Linked DNA regions of Mus musculus: region 1 is linked to region 2. The links are chromatin contacts, called in public Hi-C maps. All regions are on one chromosome and are shown on one strand. The core of a region is the stretch at or near the end of the contact, and the rest is flanking DNA. Distances in the headings are between cores, read along the strand shown. Region 1 overlaps A930035F09Rik (a long non-coding RNA gene). Region 2 has its middle 190 kb from the start of Mir21c.

What was found. A called contact is a pair of places that touch in the nucleus more often than the background predicts.
Region 1: a contact with region 2 is called in a Hi-C map of liver, with 4 times the contacts expected there. The contact joins two enhancer-like sites. A contact is called at or near these places in 1 of 39 promoter capture datasets (liver) and 5 of 484 Hi-C or Micro-C datasets (all in liver).

Annotation. Positions count from the first base shown.
Region 1 is chr8:128,338,193-128,343,307 of GRCm38.p6, forward strand. The region is part of intron 1 of A930035F09Rik (a long non-coding RNA gene); the gene reads right to left. Among named protein-coding and RNA genes, the nearest start is that of A930035F09Rik, 17 kb to the right of the region's middle. Within about 2 kb of position 1,814, at least 6 of the 459 cell types and tissues checked have an H3K27ac peak or open chromatin away from gene starts, as enhancers often do. A contact at or near this core is called in liver, where this site is marked.
Region 2 is chr8:128,090,114-128,095,052 of GRCm38.p6, forward strand. No RefSeq gene overlaps it. Among named protein-coding and RNA genes, the nearest start is that of Mir21c, 190 kb to the right of the region's middle. Within about 2 kb of position 3,393, at least 8 of the 459 cell types and tissues checked have an H3K27ac peak or open chromatin away from gene starts, as enhancers often do. A contact at or near this core is called in liver, where this site is marked.

The sequences.
Region 1 (5,115 bases), core at 564-3,063, 250 kb after region 2:
TTTAGTCTGCAGGTCTCCAACTCTCAGGGCTTGGTTACACTGTTACACTGTTATACCATTACACTGTTACACTGTTACACACTCAGCAGCTTCGTGAGACACAGGGTCTTCTCTGGACTTTGTATGTTGCAGCTGGAGCTTGGAAGGTTTTTGTAGTTCTCTTTTCTTCCTAAATTCGCTTTTCCCTGGGGATCAGTTTTCCTTTTTGCTGCTTCCATTTCAACCGAAGGTTTTTTCCTCCAATGTGAGATGATTAGCAATTAGCCCTTCACACTTAGGCAGAGACTGGAAGGCTATTTATCTGTCTGCTTTTCACACTGGGAAGCAGGGCCTTTGAGGATTAGTGCCATGTTTTGCTCATGTCTTTGGGTGAAACTTTCTTGCAAACATGAATTATTTAGAACATGGCCGAGGCACCCCCCCCCACTCACTCTTAATCACATTAAGTAAGGATAACATTAAAACCTAACAAAAAGGACTGAGTGGGTTCTAATATCTTATTCTGTGATCAATAGTTAAATGATTTTGTCATTAGTCACACAATGATGAAGTTACATGAAAAAAAAAACAAGCAGAACGAAGCAGATGAAAAGAGACATTAATGTGTCATCAAATATGTGAATGACTATTGGGCAAATAGCATTTATTCTTCCGTGGGTTTTCTATATATTAGGCACTAGTCTGAAAATTCAACCCATAACTCTCCTAGCCCTATGAGGTACATGCTATTATCTTTCCATCTTACAAGTGTGAAATGGAAAAGCAAAAAAAAAAAAAAAAAAAAAAAAAAAAAAGAAAGAAAGAAAGAAAGAAAAAAAAGAAAAGAAAGATTTACATTAATAATTGGTGGAATTTGTATCCAGGCTATTTGTAAAACAGTCATTTAACCATCTTGCATTCTGTACTTTAGAATTTGGACCTAGGATAAATGTGTTACAATTAGACTTTCCCAGGAGCAAACAACAGGGTCAAAGGATGTCAAGGGTGCATATTTGCTGGATAGGGAGATAGCTTAATCAGTGAAGTGCCAGCCTTAGAAGTAGAAAGACCAGAGAGAGAGATCTCTAGAACCCCAAAACCCAAGTAAAATGTTGGGTATGACACTTGTAGTCCCAGCCCTGGAGAAAAGACAGACTAGCCAATCCTTGGGGTTCCCTGGCCTATTTGCCAGTGATAGATCCTGCCCCAAAAAACAAGCTTGGCAACACCTGAGGGATGACATCTGAAGTTCTCTGCTCATTATATGCACCCTCACACACAGACACACACACACAGACACACACACACACACACACACACACACACACACACACAGAGGAGGGGGATGTATTTGTGATGGTCTAGACATTCAACCTTCAAACATGCTCTATGTTCAAGACTTTGAGATGGAAGTTTTGTGCATATCTGTCTGTCTCTCTCAGTAGCATGGAAAATTCCTAGGGGGTATGGATGATGTAGTTTTCTGAGCTCTTTGGAAGCTATTGCATGCACGTAGTAATCACAAATATTTGTTGGCTGGTTTTGAAGTGCTTTCCACTGGCAAACCTTTTAGAATTCGGTCGATGCACTTGTCTCTGAAGTTGAGCATGAAGGCAACAGCTTCTGAAGCCCCTTCTAGGCCTCTGATTTGGAAGCAGACAAAAATAGACAGGAGCAAGCAGCAGCAGGCCTGTGACCCTCTGTGGCTCAGCTGGAGGGTGCTATGCCAGAATTTCTGATTTGAAAAAAGAAAAAAAAAATGAAGGCCTGAGCAATTCTCCAAGTGGTTTATTGATCACATGGTCCAGGCCTCTAAACTCTGCCCTGGATATACAGGACATACCAAGTTGGTACTAGGGAGCTGGCTTCTCTCCTGGTCTTGAGGAGACGGCAGCCATCCAGAAAGCTGTCTAAATACTTCTGAACTATAACATTCAAAGATAAGACAAGAGGCGCAATCAGAAGGACTTTATAAAACAATTGTCAGTAATAGGAAAACATCTGAAAGATTACAGTGGGGTTGAGAGTAAAGAATCTTAAATATTTGCTAGATTGTTTGAAATACTTGGAAATGATCATTTTGCCTTCAAACAATGGCCATTTGCTATTATAAATAGCACAACACAATTCTGAAACAAAATCTATGAGGGTCATTCAGCAATTGACTCTGCACTCAAATGCATTATTGTTCTATTTCTTAAGGCTAAATGCAAGAAAATATTTTTGAGTCATGAAAGGAAGAGTGTAGGGAAATGATAATAATCTTCCACAACTACTCTTGACAAGTTAAAAATGATGCATTATACACGACCCATAGAATAAATGTAAAATCGCAATGGGAAGAGAAAGATATGCCCTTGTTTCGAGACTGAAATGACGAAATGAGACCATTCTGTGGAAGCCTCAACAATCTCATCACAGTGAAATACAACTGGGTTTGAACCCTTCCCCCACTGTCATTGAAGCAAACAGGCCCTGATGTCCAAATGAGCTTTGCAAAATTAAAACCCATGCTGTTACTGGCTGTCTTCCTTTGTTCCCCAAAGCTACTCAGCCTGGCTGAAGACAACAACTTACTCGGCCTCCCTTCATGCCCACGTGTACTTGGAGGGTTCTTCCTGCTGGGAGCTCTGCACACTGTCAGCATACTGAGCAAGCTATCAATTCAGAGCCTCATTCTCAAAGCCAATCCTTGGCAGTCCTATGAGACCAATCCAGTTGCCAAAACCTGTATTTTTCAAGCCCTCTTCTGGTACTCTTCTTTGCTCCTCTTACAAATTCCCATAGTCAAGACTGGGAGTCTCGTACAGCTGGTAGCATGCTTGTGCCTTGCATGAGCTAATCCCTATGTGCCACCCTGTGCTGATTAAAACTTGTCAACTTGACACAAACTAAAGTCACCTGGGACGAGGAAACCTCAACTGAGATATTACCTTTATCCTATTGGCCGATGCACAAGTCTATGTTGCGTTTTCCTGATTTGTGGTTTGATGTTGAAGGTTCAAGCCAGTATAGGCAGTGCCAACCATGGGCAGCAAGTCTTGAGTTGTATAGGACAAGTAGTACAGGCTGAACAAGGTAGTAAACAGGACTGTGCTTCAGTTCCTGCTTCCAGGTATCTGCTTTGAGTCCTTCTCTGACTTCCCCAATGATAGTGTATAGCCTGTAAGTTGAAATAAATTATTTCCTCCACACATTGCTTTCTGGTTATGTTGCTTATCACAGCAATAGAGAAGTAAACTACAGCATGCCCCTAACACTGCATAAAACAGGTATAACAGTGCATGTCTGTGATCCTGGCACAGAGGAAGTAGGAGAATGGAAAGTCTAAGATGTATACCATCCTGATTTCAAATCAGACTTAAAAAATAACCATGGTTCCATCTCATTATACAGGCACCAAACCCAGACATTATTGTGGATGCCAGCAAGTGCTTGCTGATAGAAGTCTGACATGGCTGTCTCCTGGGAGGCTCTGCCAGAACCTGACAAATATGGAGGAGGAAGCTCGAAGACAATCACTGGACTGAGCTCCGGGGTCCCCGATGGAGGAGTTGGAGAGGGGACTGAAGGAGCTGAGGAGGTTTGCAGCCCCATGGAGGGAGCAACAGTGTCAACAGGCCAGACCCCCCAGAGCTCCCAGGGACTGAACCACCAACTAAAGAATACACATGGAGCTACTCATGGCACTGGCCACCTATGTGGCAGAAGATGGCCTTGTTGGACATCAGTGGGAGGAGAGACCCTTGAGCCTGAGGGTGTTTGATGCCGCAGTGTAGGAGAATGCCAGGGGTGGGAGAATGGGAGTGGGGGAGTGGGGGAGCACCCTCATAGAGGTGGGGAATATGGGATAAGGGGTTTCCAAAGGGGAGACCTGGAAAGAGGAAAACATTTGAAATGTAAATAAAGAAAATATCCAAGGTGGGGGGAGACATGGTAAGGGTCACAACCAACCCAGAGCTGCCACTCATGAAAGCTACATTGTTTCTTTAGAAAACAGCATAGAATTCTCACCAAACAGCTTAGATTTAAAATCCATAGTGGAGCTGTTTGTAAGCTAGTTATTTCATATTATTAACTACCCTAAAATAAGGCCAGGCCTGGTGGCACGAGCCTAACATCCCATCATGTTGAGAGTTGTGTGTTCAAGGCCAGCCTGGTCTACTTAATGAGACCCCTGTCATAAAATAAAAAGGAAAAGCAAGGGTGGAGATATAGTTCAGTGGTGAAGTGCTTGTCTAACATGTGCATGACTATGGGTTCCATCCCCAGTAACACAAAAGAATAAACAAACAAATAAAAACTCAAAGCAAGAAGTGTGGAAAATATTTATCAGGGAAAGAAGAGAAATTAAAATATGCAGAGTGTGCATTTAGTAATTATAGCTATAGAAAGAAAAAAGCTTGTTGGATAGAAAGGGCCAGAGCAAGGCAAGAAGGGAAGAAGGGGGAGGAAGGAAAGAAGGGAGAAGAAGAGGAGGAGGAGGAAGAGAAGGAGGAGGAGGAGGAAGAAGGAGACAGACAGACAGACAGACAGAGGAGAAGAAAACTACCAGCTAATAATGTTGTCTTGGGAATTCTATAACAATCTTATGTTATAGTCTAACCAGTCCCTCTGTTGGCTCAGAAAATTGAGCAGTTGGGATCACAGTATCTTTTGTATTTTCTTTTTTTTTCTTTTTTTTTATTACGTATTTTCTTCAATTACATTTCCAATGCTATCCCAAAAGCCCCCCCCCCAACTCCCCTACCCACCCATTCCCATTTTTTGGCCCTGGCATTCCCCTGTACTGGGGCATATAACGTTTGCCTGACCAATGGGCCTCTCTTTCCAGTGATGGCCGACTAGGTCATCTTTTGATACATATGCAGCTAGAGTCAAGAGCTCTGGGGTACTGGTTAGTTCATAATGTTGTTCCTCCGATAGGGTTGCAGATCTCTTAGCTCCTTGGATACTTTCTCTAGCTCCTCCATTGGGGGCCCTGTGATCCATCCAATAGGCCAGGGCCTAGCAAACACAGAAGTGGATCTTTTGTATTTTCAAACACTCTATCTGCTTTAGGTGAAAACTATATCAACATTACATGGTCATAATAACTAAAGAGAAAGGCAAAAGCAAGCGAGCCAAAATGACAAA
Region 2 (4,939 bases), core at 2,143-4,642:
CTGAGGTCCCTGGATTATCTTTGTTAACTGACCAGTGGTTTCACCTGCTCGAGAGAGCGCCTTCCAGGCCCTAATAGCCGTGGAAGAAATCTGGGCATAAGCTCCCCAATGGTAGTTTGTCTGATCAGCAGAATAAGCTCCCTGACCCGTTAACAAGTCAAAAGTCCAATCTCTCTGCTCTGGAGTCAAAGCAGCTGCGTTTGCTCGGGCCTGCGCTTGTGCAGCTTCGTGCCAAAGCGCTCTCCATTCCATATATTTGCCCATACTAGGGAGAGCGGCTTTTACAACCGTTTGCCAGTCGGCAGGAGTTAGTGCCATGCCGGCAAGCCTGTCTAACTGCACCAAGGTAAAATTAGCATTGGTTCCGTATTTATGGACCGACTCGGCAATTTCTTTAATTTGTAAGTATTCTACCGGAGCGTGGACACGCCCACCCTCGGCTCCTTCAAAGACCGGAAATGCCTGTTGTATTTTCCTTTGTTCCTCTCTGGGAATGAATGAGTCTGCGCACTGCCTCTCTGCGCAGGGCTGACGCACTACGCAGGGCGGGGACTCCGCATAGGGCGGACCTTGAAGCCGACTGCCCTGAGGCCAATCAGCAAACTGGCCTTCGCCAGCCGCTTTTGGCTTCCTTAACTGATTAGCTAGCACTTTACCTGGCTGGTACCCTTTTTTCTCATAATGAGCTGCTTCTTCCTCCCAGTCTGTTTCCTCAGAGGAGAATTCTTCATCTGCTTCAGAGCTACTAAGAGCTGGCTCCCCGAGCCCATCCAGCGATGAGCACAGGCTCCTTTTCCTAGAGACCTCCGCTAATTGATCTTTCTTCTTTTCCCTTTTTCCTCTTTTTCTTCTAATCTCTCTCCAGGTATTCCTACCTAACCTTAACTTTTCCTCGGGTTCAAGACCCTTGGAAAGGCCTGTATACTTATTTTGTGTACCATATTTCCTCTTTGTTCCTACTCTCTCTCCCCACTTTACTTCTGATAGCTTGTCCTGAATTTCATCTAGAATCCGCCCTGCCTTAACCACTTGATAACATGTGAAAAGGAACAAAAGGGCTTCTAACACTAGAAAAAATTCAAGGCCAAACATAACTTGTAAAGCCATTTTCCACTTTACTTCTGATAGACTGTCTTGAATTTCCTTAGAAAGTTCAAGGCCAGGCTTACCTCGTAAAGCTATACTCACTGGTACTCTCGTTCCCCAGCTGAAAAGTTCTGAATTCATACAGTTGAATCCTTCTTAACAGTCTGCTTTACGGGAACCTTTATTACCGCGACCCGCAGTTCTGGTTCTGGAATGAGGGATCTTCCTTGCGCCAGTCCCGAGTTTTTTCTCGTCCCGGGTTTCGGCACCAATTGTTATTAACGCGTTAATAACAATTAGGATAAAGATCAGAAAACTTCATGTTCATGCAAGATGAAAATTCATTTACAGACTCTCCTTGGGGCTATGTTGATCCTGCTCTGTCATAATATAGTCCAAACAGGTCCAGGCAACCACAAATCACAGGCACTGCCATAGCAGCATCATGCTGAGCAGGCAGGAGGCAGGAGGGACACAGCACAGACCTCTCAGTAGGTCAGAAGAAGGAACATTGGAAATTGGGAGAGAACCAGTCCAAAGATCTCTGAGACAAGTGTGTGTGTGTGTGTGTGTGTGTGTGTGTGTGTGTGTGTGCGTGTGCGTGTGTGTGTGTGTGCAGAGATCATTGGACCTTAGCTCTTTATTGTTTCTCAAATGCCATCTACCTTGTTTTGAGAAATGACCTTTCACTGGCTTGGACTTGCCTATTAGCCTTAACTAGCTGGCCTGTGAGCCCAGGGATCTACTTGTCTATGCTTCCCTGATATTGAGTTTCCAAGTGAGCACTGCTGTACCTGGGTCCTTGTGGTATCTGGGAACCCAACTAGGCTATATCTCCAAAGCACTAAATTTTTGAGGAGCTAATTGAGAAGGTATATAGTACGAGAATCCCTAGCTGGGATCAAGACAAAGATGTGTCCCCAAGGTATGCCTCAAGACCTTCTTACTCCAGTTAAGCCCTACCTTCAACAGTTTCTACCTCCTCCCAATGGTGCCATTCAATTAAGAACCAATCAAAGATGAATCCGATGATCCAATCCAATCCCCATGACTCAATAACCATCCCATCATCTTTGAACATGCTGCATTAGGGATCAAGCCTTTAGCACATGAGTATTTAGGGGGAATTTTTTTTTGTTGTTTGTATGTTAGAATGGAGAAGGAGAGGCACTGGGCCCTCTGACAAGCTCTAGAGGTAAATCTCAATCCAGGCTGATTCGGTTCTAGAGAACCACCCTCAGCAGATAGTGACATCCCTTGACCAAGTCTCAGGGCACCACTGGGTATTTAACTGTGGTGTACCAAGCACAGTTCAGAACTTCCTGTTACAAAGTGCAGTCTGTTGGATCTCCCACCATAAGATGGAGATGAAACATCTAGGATAAAATCACAACAGGGTTAGAACACCTCCACCCACCCAGTGTCACTCACTGTAGTTTACAAATTACACCCACTAGTTCAAGTTCAAGGTCTGTGTATGGATGAGTTGGCCCAGTGGGTGGGTACAAGCTGAAAATGGACAGCAGCTGCTTTACAAACACATTCATGGACAACTGAGAGATGGTAAGAAGAGGAGTGTTCCCCATGGCAGAGCACTGAGCCATGGTAGAATACCACTCTTAGTGTAGAAGATCGAAAAGCTACTTGCAGCATACTGAGATAAAAGCTGTATATCTTTGCCATTTCGATCTCACCTTTCTACATTTTAATGGCTGACGCATTCTCCCTGATCATCCTCTGACTCGATGAGTCCTTTGATAGATCTGCAAACAATGTTTCAGGGTTTCACAGTCACAAAGAAAGTAGGGTGACTATCTAGTGGCTGCGTGCCCAGAAAGGGTGTTGCTTTTGGCAAAATGAACCAGAGTGATTTCCAAAGTAGTATTTATTCATTTTGAAATTATGCACACAACAAACGTCTGGGTGAGCTGACTTCTCTAACCCGGGCACTAATGGGGAGGTAGGCTGGTAATTTGGAGCACTCACTCAGGAAATCCTGAAATTAAGGTTCTTTTGGAAGTATTGACTCATCCCCTTGCTACTTTCTGAATGCATCCATTTAACACACCAATTAGTAATTGTAAATTGTGCTCTAAATTTTGCAGGTGATTTTCTGATGAAATGTTGCTTTACTAATTCTAGTGGGTGCTGTTCAGAGTTTGCTTTTGCATTGAAAATAGCTTCGATTTTTCTCTTGATAAAAAAAAAAAAAGGAAATTGCTAGAAAAGACCCATCCAACTGAATACTTCACAGATATGCCTCTGTAGCTCCACAACATCTACTAATCAATGAAGCTGGCTTCAAAAATAACACCCACAGGTCTGGCAAAGACCTCTCAGTGAAAAGGCACAGTGTTCAATCCTCCCAAAGTCAACATGGTGGAAGGAAAGAATTGATTTGCTCAAGTTGTCCTTTGACTTCCATATGCAAGCTATAGCTTGCACACCCACACATTCACATAACACATGCAAACACCCATACACACAGAGTAAATAAATTCATACAGTGAAAACCTCACAATTCATTTTCAAAAATGATACCCATGTGTTTGGAATTGAACACATTACAGAAAACAAGGCATTGTCACAGGGCGGTCTGTGAAAGACCCACCACTTTTCACCATGTGAGTCCAACCCTGAGACCCATTCATTAGATGTACTGTACAGCACACAGGGCAAAGCATGCATTATTTCACCATTTAGTATTTTCCTGAGACAGATTACTTTTAAACTATAAATGCTCACTGCTGGATGCCAAATATTAATTCTGATTTAAAACTAATAATTTCAAATCTTAAACAAAAGTAAGTACTCATGACAGCCTTTCTTAACTGATACAGGGGTGGGGGCAGCATTTTCCTCAGCCATCTTAATAGTTTCTAGTCTTAACAATGGAAACATACAGAGAGTGTAAATTCTAAAGCCGAGTTTCCTACAAATTTGGAAGAAAAAAAAGGTGGAACACCAAATGAGACTCCACTAAGCAGAGACATTTACTACGGAAGAGGAGACTATATTAGGAAGGGCTAGTGCTGGTCATTGGAAAACCCTTTGAAGGCTTGCTCTTTACATGTTTAGTCAGTATGCTGTTTACTGTCAGAATGTTTGAATGTTATGACTGAATGCTTACAAACACTTAACTGCCCCTGAATGAACTCAGTAGAGCTACTGTGTTTGTTTTTCACTTGTGTTTGTTCATAATGCTTCAATGCTGAGCTGAAAGAAAGAAGAAAGAAAAGTGAAAGAATAGGGCTCTTCAAATTGCACAAAAAGCCAAATGAGTATTATGTCAGGGAATGGAGGGAGCATTTGAAATGTGTCAGTTAGGGATCTTGAGGGCAAGAGCATCTTACCTCACACATAGAAAACCCTCTCATCACTCATCTTTTACCTGTGTAGTGTCTCCATGAGACCCTTCATTTCTATGATTAAAGATGAATTGAAAGTTTGAAACTGGGATAAGATGGCATGGGCATGAAGTTCCACTCCAAACTTCCACGAAGTTGCAAAAGTGCGTGAGCGACCAAATTCTTCCTAAACTCTACCTCGGTGGCCCTTGTATGGCTTCAAACTGTCTCATACATTTATTGGTTAGATGTTTTCTTTATTCATGTTTATTCCATGCACAGCACTGGATGCTGAATGGGTTGGCACTCTTCAGGCAGGATGCTGTTTCAGATCTATAGACTGGAGATATGTATTTTGCATCATAATGCCAACATGACAGTATATTTGAAATTTCAGCATATGGCCACTCAACACTCTTGCTCTCCTCTCTCCTTTTTTAGACCTCATATTCTTCCTCTGACTCTATTTCCAGGAGCTCCCTTCACACCTTCCCTCTGGTCATTGT